Regions from separate parts of the Mus musculus genome. Here region 1 is linked to region 2. A link is a contact called in public Hi-C data. All regions are on one chromosome and are shown on one strand. The core of a region is the stretch at or near the end of the contact, and the rest is flanking DNA. Distances in the headings are between cores, read along the strand shown.

What was found. A called contact is a pair of places that touch in the nucleus more often than the background predicts.
Region 1: a Hi-C map of the G1E-ER4 cell line shows a contact between it and region 2, with 2.0 times the contacts expected there. The contact joins two enhancer-like sites. A contact is called at or near these places in 15 of 484 Hi-C or Micro-C datasets (ECoMG-derived neutrophils, the G1E-ER4 cell line, the N1E-115 cell line and 8 more), 3 of 115 datasets of contacts at active chromatin or transcription factors (astrocytes, bone marrow-derived dendritic cells and embryonic stem cells) and 3 of 9 other capture datasets (adipose tissue, liver and pancreatic islet).

What each region holds. Positions count from the first base shown.
Region 1 is chr17:29,762,253-29,765,234 of GRCm38.p6, forward strand. No RefSeq gene overlaps it. Among named protein-coding and RNA genes, the nearest start is that of Ccdc167, 47 kb to the left of the region's middle. Within about 2 kb of position 1,304, at least 3 of the 459 cell types and tissues checked have an H3K27ac peak or open chromatin away from gene starts, as enhancers often do. A contact at or near this core is called in the G1E-ER4 cell line, where this site is marked.
Region 2 is chr17:29,636,445-29,639,468 of GRCm38.p6, forward strand. All of the region lies in intron 7 of Rnf8 (ring finger protein 8), which reads left to right. The region is part of intron 7 of Gm28043 (predicted gene, 28043); the gene reads left to right. Among named protein-coding and RNA genes, the nearest start is that of Gm20161, 20 kb to the right of the region's middle. Within about 2 kb of position 1,652, at least 30 of the 459 cell types and tissues checked have an H3K27ac peak or open chromatin away from gene starts, as enhancers often do. A contact at or near this core is called in the G1E-ER4 cell line, where this site is marked.

The DNA of each region.
Region 1 (2,982 bases), core at 54-2,553, 130 kb after region 2:
GTTTTGCTTTAAAACAATGTATTGGGACATCTGGATGGCTCAGTAGGTCAAAGCACTTGCCACCAAGCCAAATAACATGAGCTGGGTCTCTGGAACCCACACGGTGGAAGGAGAGAGCCGACTTCTGAACTTTCCGCCCAGACCTCCACATGTGAACTGTTGTGCTCACACGCATACACACACATACCCCTGCTAAATAACTAAAAATGTAATAAAAGTTTTCTGAGGTGATTACACGCTGAGATTCTAGGTGGGTGTGACTTAAAAATAAAAGTAGAGCTTTGTTTATTGCACAAAGCAATAAGATTATAGAGTGGGCGGAGGCAGGAAGCGTGGCACTGAGGAGGCCCCAGGTTCATTCTCTTCCCAGAGGAACCTGAAATCTCTCATCCACTTTTTCCTTCTTGTGAGAAAGCTATTTTATGCATATGGCCTCACTCATGTCTGCATACCATACGTATATGCGTATGCAGTACCCGTAGTGGCCAGAAGAGGGCAACAGATCCTTTGGAATTGGAGTTACAGGCAGCTGTAAGCTACCGAATGGGTGCTGGGTCAGAGTTCAGGTCCCCCCTGCAAGAGCAGCAAGGTCTCTTAACCTCGGATCCATCTTTCCATTTCTGCTTTTGTTTTACTTTTGGGGAACAGGGTATCCTGTATCCCTGGTCATCCTCGGAACTCTCTATGTGACCAAGGTTAACCTTGAACTTGCGATCCTCCTGTTTCTACCTTTTGAGTGCTGGGATTACAAGTGTGTACCACCACCACTCTTGCCTTCCTATCTTTACCTGAGAGCTCTTCAGGAACAGGGGAAGCTAACCTCACTTTCCCTGCGACTTAGCCTGCGACACTAGAAAGCCAGGCTGGAGCATAGGGCACTTGGGTCATGCTCTTTATTGCTATCAACTTCTAACTGCTGTACAGGCAACTTGGGGAGAAAGGATCCAGAGGAACACAGACTGAGTTGGGGTTGGTGCCCAGGCGGCAGCACGCCCACACTCTTAGCCGCCTTGCGGTAGAAGCAGGCATCATTACCGGAGATAACGATCACTCAACGGCCAGGGTGCATTTCCCATTAACCCGAGACCTCACACCCCACTGCCCTGCTCCGGAGTCTGACCCTCACACCCCATCCCACGGTGCGTACCTCAGACTATGCTATGCCAATGCTTGTCCGCCTAACTCACCGCACACCCTCCCCCGCCTCACCTTAATTTTCTCATTTAGTGATATTTAAGGGCTGGCTTTTCATTGGGCATCACAATCTATAAGCCGTGAAGTAAAGGCCTGTCAAGGGGCCATGGAGGAAGGGAGCAATTGCTCCCTTTACCATATGTAGGGCCAAACGGTTTGTAGCCCCTCATTACAGTCCTGCCGACTGCATAGAGAAGTAGAGCATTTTTGTTTTGTTTTGTTTTGTTTTTCGAGATAGTGTTTCTAGAACATTTTGGTAAGCCGTTTGCTTTATATCTTCTAAGCCCCTCTCTGTCTCTGTGGGTTCTCAACCTTCCTAATGCTGAGACCCTTTAATATGGCTCTTCGTGTTGTGGTGAACCCCACCCCCCCACACACACCATAAAATTATTTCATTGCTACTTTGTAACTGTAACTTTGCTACTGTTATGAATCATGATGTAGGGCTGGCGAGATGGCTCAGCAGATAGGAGCACTGACTGCTCTTCTGAAGGTCCTGAGTTCAAATCCCAGCAACCACATGGTGGCTCACAACCATCTGTAATGAGATCTGATGCCCTCTTCTGGCGCGTTTGAAGACAGCTACAGTATACTTAGATATAATAAATAAATCTTTGGGCTGGAGCGAGCAGGGATTGAGTGAGTAGAGTTGACCTGAGTAAGCAGAAGGTCCTAAAATTCAATTCCTAGCAACCACATGAAGGCTCACATCCATCTGTACAGCTACAGTGTACTCATATACATAAAATAAATAAATAAAGCTTTTAAAAAATGAATTGTGATGTAAAATCTGATAGGTAGACTAGCTGATACGCTACCCTACAGCCCATAGGTTGAGAACCACTGCTTTGTTGGGAAAACAGTAACCCCTCACGAGGATGTCTGGGAGGCCATTGACTGCTTTCTGAGCAGCTTCTGTCCCTAGACATAATACAGGTCAGGAAGCCAGGGGGCTTCTGGTGGCAGTCCCAGCTGATCCAGGGGTGGGGAAAGTCCCCAGCTTCCTCCTGGGACCTCTGCTCTCTGGTTCATCCAAGTACTGCATGTCTCTGAGCCCTTGTGTGGGACACTCTTTGAACTCAGGGTGGTGGGGCACATTTACAGCCAGATCCTGTGTAAGCCTGTGATCGCTACGTTTAGAAGCTACCCCATGAGGACTGAGTTTGAAGCTAACCTGGGCATTAAGTAAAGATGTGATGCTTCAGAAATAAGTTAGTCACTTCCTCGAGAGCACAGCTACAGACTCAGAGGGTGACCTGGCCTGGCCCCTATCCAGCAAGGCTGTCAATATCAGGAGGCCCCATGCTTTGTGGAACAGGAGTTTCTGCAGGAGGAGGAGGAGGAGGAGGAGGAGGAGGAGGGGTATGGACTGGCCTGGCCTGTTGCCTGGGCCAGCGGGTTTCTGGCTCTTTGGATCTTGGGCTGCTCTGCTTGTTTGCCCCTCCAAGAGAACCCCCGCTCCCTCTCTCACCACACCCCACTCCTTTCCCATCTTCACCTGGAAGTTAGGGAAGAGTGGGTGCCATTTCTCTTGATGTGAGCTCCTGGCATCGCAAGTTCAAATCTGAACCTCACTACCCCTTGACAAACATCTTCATAGCACCAAGCTTTGGCTTCTCATGTGTAAAAACAGGTTTTGGGTCCTGTTCCTGGGGCTGGGGTCTATAAGGCCCAGTGTCTGAGGAATGGCGTAGGTGGCCATCGGGCCCAGGACAGTCTGACCTTCTCTCTAGAGGTCAAGAACATCTCAGGGAGCGCTGACAGGGTTGTCATGTGAGCCAGAGATTC
Region 2 (3,024 bases), core at 402-2,901:
ATTGCGTCCTGGTGGGTTTGATAACACATCTCCAGTCAGGGGACTTGGGGTGAGAAGATTGGGGAAGGGATGGCAAGTGTTCCTGAACTGTCCCTCCTAGTGAATATCTGTCCATTTAAGTCAGTGGTTCTCAACATCCCTAATGCTGCAACCCTTTAAAGTAGTCCCTCTTGTTGTGACTGACAACCATAAAATTAATTTGGTTACCACTCCATAACCATCTGTACGTTTGCTACTGTTATGAATCACAATGTAAATATCTGTTTCTGGTGGTCTTTGGGGGTCGTGCCCACAGGTTGAGAACCGCTGGTTTAAGTGATGCTGCCACACTAGGGGCTTGCTGTGTTAATGCCGCAGAAAGCCACTCCTTCATGTTGCAGCAGAAGATTCTTGGTGCAGAACAAGGAAGCTGCTGGGTATTGCATAGAGAGCCATGGCACAAGAGGCGGGGTGTCCATGGCCGTCGTGTTCTGTTGCTACCTTCTGGGAATTGGAAATTAACTCAGCTCCTGTCTGTGATGCTGTCACATGACCGGTGTGTGGGGGTTGGGTGGGGGTGGGGTGGCCTGGTTATACTCCTGAGCTGAGAGATGCTGGGCAGCATAGAGGCCAGATGCTGGTCATAGCAGTCGAGTGGCCCTACAGGAACCAGCTTTTCCAGGTAGGGACAGGGATCTGTTGCTGACACATGTGCATCCATAGTGTGAGACTGGGCTGGGTGCTGTGGATGCCGAGTGGGAAGGGTTCCTGGCTAGGAGTGTGAGCTGACCCTTGACGTGTGTGCTTGCTGCTTTCCTGATACCTGCTAGAGTATTTTGCTCAGTTTAGAGTCTCTATAAGTTTTACCTCTGCCCTTGGTTCTGGCAGAAGCCCATTGCTCTTCATTTCCACCTGTATTTCCATAGGAACATGACACTAGCCCTGGGAAGAGAGAGAGCATCTCACTTCCTCTCACGCTTACCTGAAGGTGTTGTGTGGCTTCAGAGGAAGGACCGCTTACGTGGGTCTGGGCAGGTGGAGATGAGAGAGGATCCTGTAGAGGAAGCCATGTTTATGCCAAGCCTTACAGCTTTCTGGTTGCTTGCTTTCCAAGCCAAGAACATGACACAGTTTGCAGAACAGCCAAAACTGGGAGGGGCCTGCCAATGGCTTGCTTCTGTCTTCCTGGGAGTCAGATTAGATAAGGAGCAGGCTATGACTTTTGAGCGGAAGTGTGTTGTCTGGGTCAGGGTGGGATGCCTATGAGAGTTTCTTTTTTCTTTTTCTTTTTTTTTTAAGATTTATTTATTTATTTATTTATTTATTTATTTATGTAAGTAAACTGTAGCTGTCTTCAGACACACCAGAAGAGGGTATCAGATCTCATTAAGAATGGTTGTAAGCCACTATGTGCTGGGATTTGAACTCAGGACCTCTGAAGAGCAGTCAGTGCTCTTAACCACTGAGCCATCTCTCCAGCCCCCCCCCCCCCCCCAGGAGAATTTCTTTGCCCAGCCTATGTTGTTGTTCAGCTGATGACTGGAAGAGCCCAAGTCCGTCTCTGTCCTCTTATGGAGAGTCACTTGCATAGACTAAGGACCACAGTCCCTCCTCCCTTCTCTGCAGAGGCTAAGCAGGCTATCCCTGGGCGCCTCTGGAAAGAGGAGTGACTGTTCAGGAAACCACGCCCTGTTGCACACCCTGATCGCAGCATGTCTGGCAGCCAGTTCTCACCGCAAGTGCAGCTTTGCGACCCGTTCTTTAGACAGGCAGAAGGTTCTGTGCCTTGATTTAGGAAAAGATGTACCAGAGCCACCAGCAGCGTTGTTGGGCTGCAGTCTGGGGGCCAGCTCTCTGTGAGTGTTCAGCTCTCTGTGAGTGTTCTGGCTGCAGTGTGGGGGCCAGCTCTCTGTGAGTGTTCTGGTGCCATTTGAAGGCTGGTTTATTCCTTAGTGCGTGGGAATTTCTAAAAAGAACTTAGGATCTGGAATGGAAGAGTGTTCAGTGGTCAAGAGTACTTTCTGCTCTTCCAGAGGACTGTGTTCAATTCCTAGCACCCACATGCTGGCTTACAACTGCCTGTAACTCCAAAGGGATCTGACATGTTTTGGCTGTTTTAGGCACCAAGAATGCACATGGTGTGCATATATGTGTAGGTAAAACACCCTTACATATAAATACAACAAACCAAGCGAATACACAAAGAACGCAGGCTCTGTGTTTGGGCAAGGGTTTGGTTGATTCTCACGCAGATGTCCTGTGCTCTCCAAAAGCAGGGCCTTCCTCAGCTTCCCTGACTGTAGGTTTAGGTCCCAGTGGGAGCAGCACCTCCTGACTGGTTAGCTGTTGGGGGTGGGGGATAGTAGGAGGCTGGATTAAAGCAGGATTAAAGAAGCATGCCTTGCAGGTGGGGTAAATAGCACATTCAAATGCCACATTTGTACCAGGGTCACTGTGGCTGGCTGTGTAAGGGGTCACTGTGGCAGGCACCTTCTGAAGGAAAGGGTTGAAATTCCCCGTGGGGAGATGGTAAGGGGAGGGCCATTCTTGTCAGATTCTCCCTCCCCTGTTTTCTCTGCTCCCCTTAGATTAACTATGTTCACACAGTTTCCCCAGCCGTGTCTCCTCCCCTTTTCCTCCAGGTTTTGTGGTGGTTGTAGGGTGGGTTTGAGAGGCCAGCCTGAAACTCAGAGCCCTCCTCCCTCTGGACTTCCCAAGTGTTGGGGTCTTAGGCTTGAGGTGCTGTGCTCAACTCCCCTGAGTTTCGAAAATGAAGGAAGCGGGGCTGGAGACAGCTGGAGGGTTGGGGTCTTCACCCTGCATGGGAGGAGAGGCATAGGAACCCAAACGATCTGCAGGTGAATTGTTCTTTCTTTCTCAGCTCTGGCTCCTACAGACTGCATCCTCCCAACCCTCCTCCCCCACCCCTGTTCCCTTGCTATTGTAACACTAAGTTGAAGCTCTTGATGAATGTATGTGGAGAGAAGGCACCGTGAATCTGTGAGTTGGGCTGTTCTGAGTTGAAGGCTCCTAGGAAGATCCACC